Linked DNA regions of Mus musculus: region 2 is linked to region 1. Evidence: chromatin contacts called from public promoter capture Hi-C data. All regions are on one chromosome and are shown on one strand. The core of a region is the stretch at or near the end of the contact, and the rest is flanking DNA. Distances in the headings are between cores, read along the strand shown. Region 1 holds the start of Spock2 (sparc/osteonectin, cwcv and kazal-like domains proteoglycan 2). Region 2 holds the start of Sgpl1 (sphingosine phosphate lyase 1).

Region 1 (3,409 bases), core at 470-2,969:
GCGATATTAAAACAAGCTCTCTCTTTATTCTGAAACAGAATGAAACTGTTGAATAGAAAAACATCTAAAAAAAAAAAAAACTTGTGGATGCTCGAAGTTTAAAAAGAACAGTCATGGTGTGGCTTATACTAGGTGGGTCAAAATCAAGAGTCTGGGGAATGAGGAATAAGAACCCAACGTAGAGGAGGCTTTCCGAGCGAGGTCAGGGCGTCAGCTAGCGCCAGATCGAGGGGCGCTCTACATTTCAGGGCCTCACCCCCACCCCATCGCTGAGGTGCCCAGGGCGCAGCCACGCCCTCCCTTCCTCACCCCTGCCCACGCCACCATCTGCGAGGCGGCCGTGGCTGCCCTGCGGGAGGGAACGCGCCTCCTATTCCCTCCCTGATCTACAGGTGCGGGTAAACAGAGCTGCGGCGCCGGCCGGTCCGCAGCCTCCTCCCCGCCCCCACCCGCAAAGCTTTGCCCAAGGTTAAGTCGGCTTGCGGCGGGCTTCTGCCAGGGACCCCAAACCAGCTCCTGGGGGCTCTCGCTTCTGCTTCTCATGCCCACCGGACCAAGGATGGGGTCCCCTTGCTTCACCGCCGAGCTTGGTCCAGGAAAACCAGCCTACCTGGCCTGGCTCTGGCGACCACCCTGAGAGAGAGAGAGGAGAGCGCCTCGGGCATTTTCACTGTGCACCCCCCCCCCCGCGCGCCCCATTATGGACACGCCTTCCACCATCTCTTGGAGGTTGGGGGAACCCTTCCCCAAACTCAACGCCCTGGCCACCGCTCAGTCCTTGAGCCTTCTGTCCCCTTCTTCCGAAGCCCAAGGAGGGGTCGGAGGACACCCTTGCGGCCGCTACCTTTCCTGCCGGCCCCACCCAGATCCGCTCCCTCTGCCAAGAGCAGTGTGTGCAGTCTGCAGCATTCACCCGGCAGGGGCCTAGCCCGGGGACCGATGGCAAGGAGGTGGGGGTGGGGGGACAGGCGGGGCCCAGCAGCAGCCAGGGCCCGGGTCCCCACATCCCGCACCCCTGCTCCGCGCCACGCCACAAGGCAGACCCCGTCGCGAGCGTGCGCCCCTAGAGCATGTTCTCGTCTAGGACACTCCGGGAGGCTGCGGGAACTGAAGGTCCCAAAGCTGGTGGCCACGGGAACACCGGAGGGGCTCGGGGCTGGGACTCTCGGTGTTGTTTACACTTGGCGTAGTTAGCCTGGCAGGCCCGAGAGGCTCCGGCTCCGACACGCGGCGGTGGCTCCCAGCGCGCGGGGTCTCTGCTCCCGGCCTCCCCACCCACAACCCGCGCCCGGCCCGGCCCTCCGCGCCCCGCCGCTCACGTCTCGGAAGCGGTTCCAGTGCTTAATCTTGCCGCTGTACTGCGAGATGGACGACAGCCATTGCTCGTCCTCCATGAAATTGCCGGGGGTCTCGCCCTCCTTGAGCCCCTTGGCGTCGCCTTCAGCCAAGGCGACCACGGCGAGGAGCAGCAGCGGCAGAGCCAGCCGCCCGGAGCCTGGAGCGCGCATCGTGGTCTGGGCTTGGACCTGGGGGGGTCTGGACTTCAGCAGGATTTGATGTCCTTCCCTCCACCGCGCCACTGGCGAAGCGCTGCGGTCCTCCTCAGCCCTCCTCCTGCTGTCTGACTCCAGTGACTGACGGAGGGTGGGTCGTGGCTGAAATGTGACCTGGTTAGCAGATGCACTTGTCTGAAAAAGCCCAGCGCTGGACGCGGAGAGGGAGAGAGATTCAGAGAGGCTGCGCCAGCGGGGGCTGTGTCTGTAACTGTAGCATCAGCATCACGTTTGACATCATCATACCTGGTTAAAAAAAAAAAAAAAAAAAAAAAAAAAGGAGGGGGTAGATTTCAAAGCAGAGCGCTGGATCAGAGCAGCCAAGCCAGCCAAGCCGCAGCGCAGGGCTGCGCAAGTCAGTCCAGCTCTCAAGGAGTTGCAAGCCAGGGAAGCAGAACCCTGAGATGTCCCTGCTGTCTATCTAAGGGTGGACAGCAAAGAAGGGCTCCGGGGTCTTTCATAGGGCTGGAAAGAGGATGAAAACTCTCGGGTTACCAAGTCAGCTGGGCTCAGGTGTCTAAAAGGGAATCTGGCCACAGACAGTTTCTTCTCCCTTGGCCTCCTCCCACCCCACACCCCACACCCCCGAGTGGCCTGTGCCACCGCTCTGACAGCTGGCTCCCCGCGAGTTATGGCGCTTCGGTAATGGGTGGCTTCCTTAAGACAAAGGCGGTCTAACAACTGGCTGCCTCTGAACTATTGCTCCCCCTGGCCCGCCGCTCTTTTCAACGCATGGCCCCAACCCTGAATGGCTGGTGAAACATGGGCAGATGTCCTCCTCTTCCGCAAGCAGATGTTTAGGGGCTGTCACCCTTTTGTTAGCTTTTCCTAGGGCAACCCTAAAAGACACATGCGTGTCTAGCCATCTCATCTGCCTTGAGTCTGCAAATCTAAATGGGCCCAGCCATTTGCTTGTGACTTTGACTTCATGTTGAGTTTGATGATGCACTGGGGAAGGAGACAAGGCGGGAGGAGGCGGGTTCTGTTGGAGGCTGTTAGGTTCTTGTTAAAACTGTGACCCTTGTCATTGCCTATAGACCTGTGCTGCCTTACCAGCTGGGAAGGCTGGCAGCTGGGCACAGACCCAGGATCAGAACAGAACTGAAATTTACATTACAAATAAAATGAAGACTACGAAAAGGGCAAACCATATTAAACTTTTGGGCCCCAAGCCCTAGATTGTGTTTTTATAAAAGACTTGGCTGCTGTGATGTTAAAATAAAATAAAATAAAATAAAATAAAAATTAAAGGCAATGAAAGAACATGATCTTAATCAATAGGAAAAAACACAGGTTGTGAGGGTTACAGTCATCCAGGGCCTGGCATGCCTCCTGAGTGTTGGGTGCCTCAGTAGCCTGGGCTGGGTGGGGACCCCTGGGAAAACACAAAACAATAGTTTCCCTTCCTGTGGTGCTGCTGCAAGCTCCAGATACTGACATCTGCATCTCACAATGGATGCAGAGCCCTCCAGGCGGTACCAGGGAGCTTCACAGTGGAGTCCTTCTCATACGGACTGGAGGGGACTGAGGATCCCAACTTCCATATAGAGTGTCATTCTAACGCCACACATATATAGCATGCGATGGCTATGAAACTTGAGCAGAGTTATCCCAGGCATTTCAAAAGCAAAAGAGTTTGTCCCTTGGGTTGGAGAGGTGATAATCCATCTTCATCATCTTTCCCACATCTTTTTTTTTTATGATTTATTTATTGCATTATGAGTGTACACTGTCGCTGTCTTCAGACACACCAGAAGACACACAGATGGTTGTGAGCCACCATGTGGTTGCTGGGATTTGAACTCAGGACCTCTGGAAGAGCAGCCAGTGCTCTTAACCACTGAGCCATCTCTCAG
Region 2 (3,409 bases), core at 492-2,991, 1.0 Mb before region 1:
CCATTTGCCCTCTGTTTATTTCTTTTGGGGAAGTGAAGGCTGGGGTGGTATTATTTCCATTAACCAAGTTGACATGCTTTTTTCATTCAGACATCTTTAACCTTGATGGGAAAATCAAGTTTCCAACACAGAAAAGAGACCAAGGGCCAACCCCTTGCTCACTCAGTGAACATAACACAAGTTAAAGTCATCTCAGAGGAGGGAATATTGATTAAGAAAATGCCTCTATGAGATTCAGGCTATAGGCAAACCTGTAGGGCATTTTCTTAATTAGGGATTGATGGGGGAGGTCGCAGCCCACTGTGGGTGGTGCTATCCCTGGGTTGGTGGTCCTGGGTTCTATAAGCAAGCCAGCCATGAGGAGCAGGGCAGTAAGCAGCACTCCTTCATGGCCTCTGCATCAGCTCCTGCCTTCAGGTTTTGCCCTGTTTGAGCTCCTGTCCTGACTTCTTTTGTTGATGAACAGTGCTCTGGACGTGTAAGCCAAATAAACCCTTTCTTCCCCATATTTCTTTGGTCATGGTGTTTCATCACAGCAATAGAAACCCTAAAACAGTAAAATCTCAAAGCTCTTCCTTTAAAGACCCAGGTTAGGTGGTTGCTCAGATTAGTCTTGTCTGCAGACACTGGCTGGAAGTGACCAATTGTGTCCAGAATGCAAGGGTTGGGGTGGGGAATAGGGTCTTATTTTGAAGCCCCGGTTGGCTTCAAAATTGCCTCAGGAATTACAGGAACAAACCACCACACCAGGTTCAAGTTAATTATTTCAAGCATTTATTTTTATTTATGTGTAAGCGTGTGTGTGTGTGTGTGTGTGTTTATGGCCTCAGAGGCCAGAAGACAATGTCAGAGTCCATGGACCGGGAGTGGTGTTTGGGAGCCATCTTAAGTGGGTGCTGGGACCCAGCCTCACTGAGCCCTCCCTCCCCAATCACTTCACATAACCAGCTTTTTATGGGTATAATTTCAGTACTTGGGAGCCTAAAGCAGGAAGATTGATTCAAGTTCAAGGCCAGTTTATAGCTTACACGACAGAGTGAGACCCTGTCTCAAACACTAACCAGCCCCTAAACTGTTGAGTGTAGTGGCTGGCAGGAAGATTGTGAGTTCAAAGTTATCCTAAGATACAGGACCAGTTTGGGGCCAGCATGACCTAAGTCAGAACTTGGATCAAAACAAAGAATTGTTAAGAGAGATGTCACCTTAGATTTTTGGAAGGCTGTGATGAGGCGGGAGAAAACCTAGATCAAAGCCTTTGACTGCCCTACAGAAAGACCTCAAAGCCAGTCTCGGCAACTTAGTATAAAAAGCCTGCATCACAAAACAACAACAAACAACAATAGCAACAAAAGACAAACACAAAGAGTAGCCTGAAGAAGTTGTAAACTCACAGGGCCAGCTGCTGGCGAAAGGTGAGACCCCTAGACACCCTATCTGGCTTAGACACAGTCCCTACCCGGCCAGCAGGCGGCGCGCACGCCCACACGGCTCTGGGCGCCCCGAACCTTGGCGCCGAGCCTCTCAACCCTGGCGCCATTACTTAGCCCTGGCCACAAACTCTCGCCTGAGTTCCCCCGACACCACAGCCCGGACCCAGCAGTAGGCGGGCGGAGGGCTGCGGGGCGAGCCGAGCCCAGCGCGGCGTCGGACGTGCGCGCGCCCGACAGCGGCAAGGGCGCGCACGGCCCGGGCTCCTGGAGGCGGGCGGGTACCCCAAGGCCATTTCCGGGAGGGGCGGGGCCGGGGGCGGCGCACCTCCAATCTCTGCGGCGGCGGCGGAAGGGGGAACCCGGGTCCCGTGGCCAGCGAGTGAGTCGCTCGCAGAACCGAGGCGCGTGAGGTGGGCGGCGGCCAGCGGAGCCTCTGCGGGGAAAGAAGGAGCCGGGTCCACAGCCTGAGGAGGTGGAGCTGCCGCGGCGGGCTGGACCCGGCGGGAGCAGTGGGGAGCCGAGAGGAGCTGGAGGGATCCGGGCCCGGGCTGAGGGGAGAGGAGGGAGGCCGAGCTGTGGTTGGGGAGCCGAGAGGGAATTGGGTTGTGGGGAGCTGCGCGGAGGGAACCGGGCTGTGGGGAGCTGCGCTGAGGGAGGCAGGTCTGTGGTTCATGGAGAGCTGGGCTGAGGGGAGCGCGGCTGAGGAAAGCAGGGCCCGAGCTGAGAGGGAGCCGGGCTGAGGGAGAGCTGGGCTGAGGGGAGCGCGGCTGAGGAAAGCGGGGCCCGAGCTGAGAGGGAGCCGGGCTGAGGGAGAGCTGGGCTGAGGGGAGCGGGGCCCGGGCTGAGGGGGAGCAGGGACCGGGCTGAGGGGAGCAAGGGTTCAGGCTGAGAGGGTCCTGGGCTGAGGGGAGCGGGGCCCGAGCTGAGAGGGAGCCGGGCTGAGGGAGAGCCGGGCTGAGGGAAGCGGTGCCCGGGCTGAGGGAAGCAGGGCTCAGGCTGAAAGGGAGTGGGCTGAGAGGAAGCTGAGCTGAGGGGTGCAGGTCCGTGGCACAGGGAGAGGTGGGATGAGGGAAGCGGGGCCCAGACTGAGGGGAGCAGCGCCTGGGCTGAGGGGGAGCCGGGCTGAGAAGGAGCAAACTGAGGGGTGCGGGCCCCAGACTGAGGGGAGCAGGGTCGGGGCTGCGGGGTCGGGGCTGAGGGGAGCGGGGCCCAGGCTGAGGGGAGCAGGGCCCAGGCTGAGAGGGTCCTGGGCTTAAGGGAGTCAGGCTAAGAGGGGGCGGGCTGAGGGGAGCCGGGCCTGGTCTGAGGGGGCTGGGTCCGGGCTGATGGGGAGCCGAGCTGCGGGGTGTGGGTTCCCGACTGCTGTGGGGCGTCGGAGAGACCCAGGCTCGAGTCTGTGGCCGGGGCTGAGTAGTGGCGCCAGGCTACAGGGGCGCGGGGGAAAGGCAGGCCGGGCTGGAGGAGTCCCGGGTCCCGCTGTGCCGAGAGGCGGCGGCGCTGCCGTGGGCCCGGGGAAGGGGCGTGTCCCCGCGTGCACGCCGCGGGCTCCACTGCTCCGGGGTGCCGGGGTCGGCTGGAGCGCTGCCAAAGCCGGCAGGGGGATCCCGCGGAGGGGCAGCGCCGGCCGGGCTGCCGAGTAAACAGCTGCGTTTCCCCTTTGCAGACGCAGAGGCAGGGCAGCCCCGGGGAGGGAGCCGGCTGCAGAGGAAGATGCCCGGAACCGACCTCCTCAAGCTGGTGAGTCGGATCCTTTCTCTCTCGCTCAGAAGGCTCTGAGTCATGGGACCGCTTCCCCTCCGATGCCTTGCTTTTGCTCAAAGCTCAGCATTCGCTGCCACTTTTTTCTTTTTGTTTTGTTTGCTTTGGAAACTGGCGTGAATGCTCGGGGTGAATAAATGGATGAATACGGTGGATGCAGAACTTAGAAATTCCCTGAGGATCTTTCTACAGCCCTTGCTCACGGCTTTTCTCTCTTTCTT

What was found. Promoter capture Hi-C pulls out the DNA fragments that hold promoters and counts their contacts.
Region 2: a promoter capture Hi-C map of neural stem cells shows a contact between it and region 1. The contact joins the promoter of Sgpl1 here to the promoter of Spock2 in region 1. A contact is called at or near these places in 1 of 39 promoter capture datasets (neural stem cells), 1 of 484 Hi-C or Micro-C datasets (embryonic stem cells) and 1 of 115 datasets of contacts at active chromatin or transcription factors (pancreatic cancer cells).

The regions. Positions count from the first base shown.
Region 1 is chr10:60,104,567-60,107,975 of GRCm38.p6, reverse strand. It overlaps Spock2 (sparc/osteonectin, cwcv and kazal-like domains proteoglycan 2), which reads right to left and starts at 1,719. Exons shown (of 11, transcript NM_052994.2): 1 at 1,320-1,719. The coding sequence starts at 1,508. It overlaps Gm51801 (a long non-coding RNA gene), which reads left to right. Exons shown (of 3, transcript XR_003949003.1): 3 at 1-616.
Region 2 is chr10:61,146,016-61,149,424 of GRCm38.p6, reverse strand. It overlaps Sgpl1 (sphingosine phosphate lyase 1), which reads left to right and starts at 1,741. Exons shown (of 15, transcript NM_009163.4): 1 at 1,741-1,902; 2 at 3,094-3,167. The coding sequence starts at 3,141.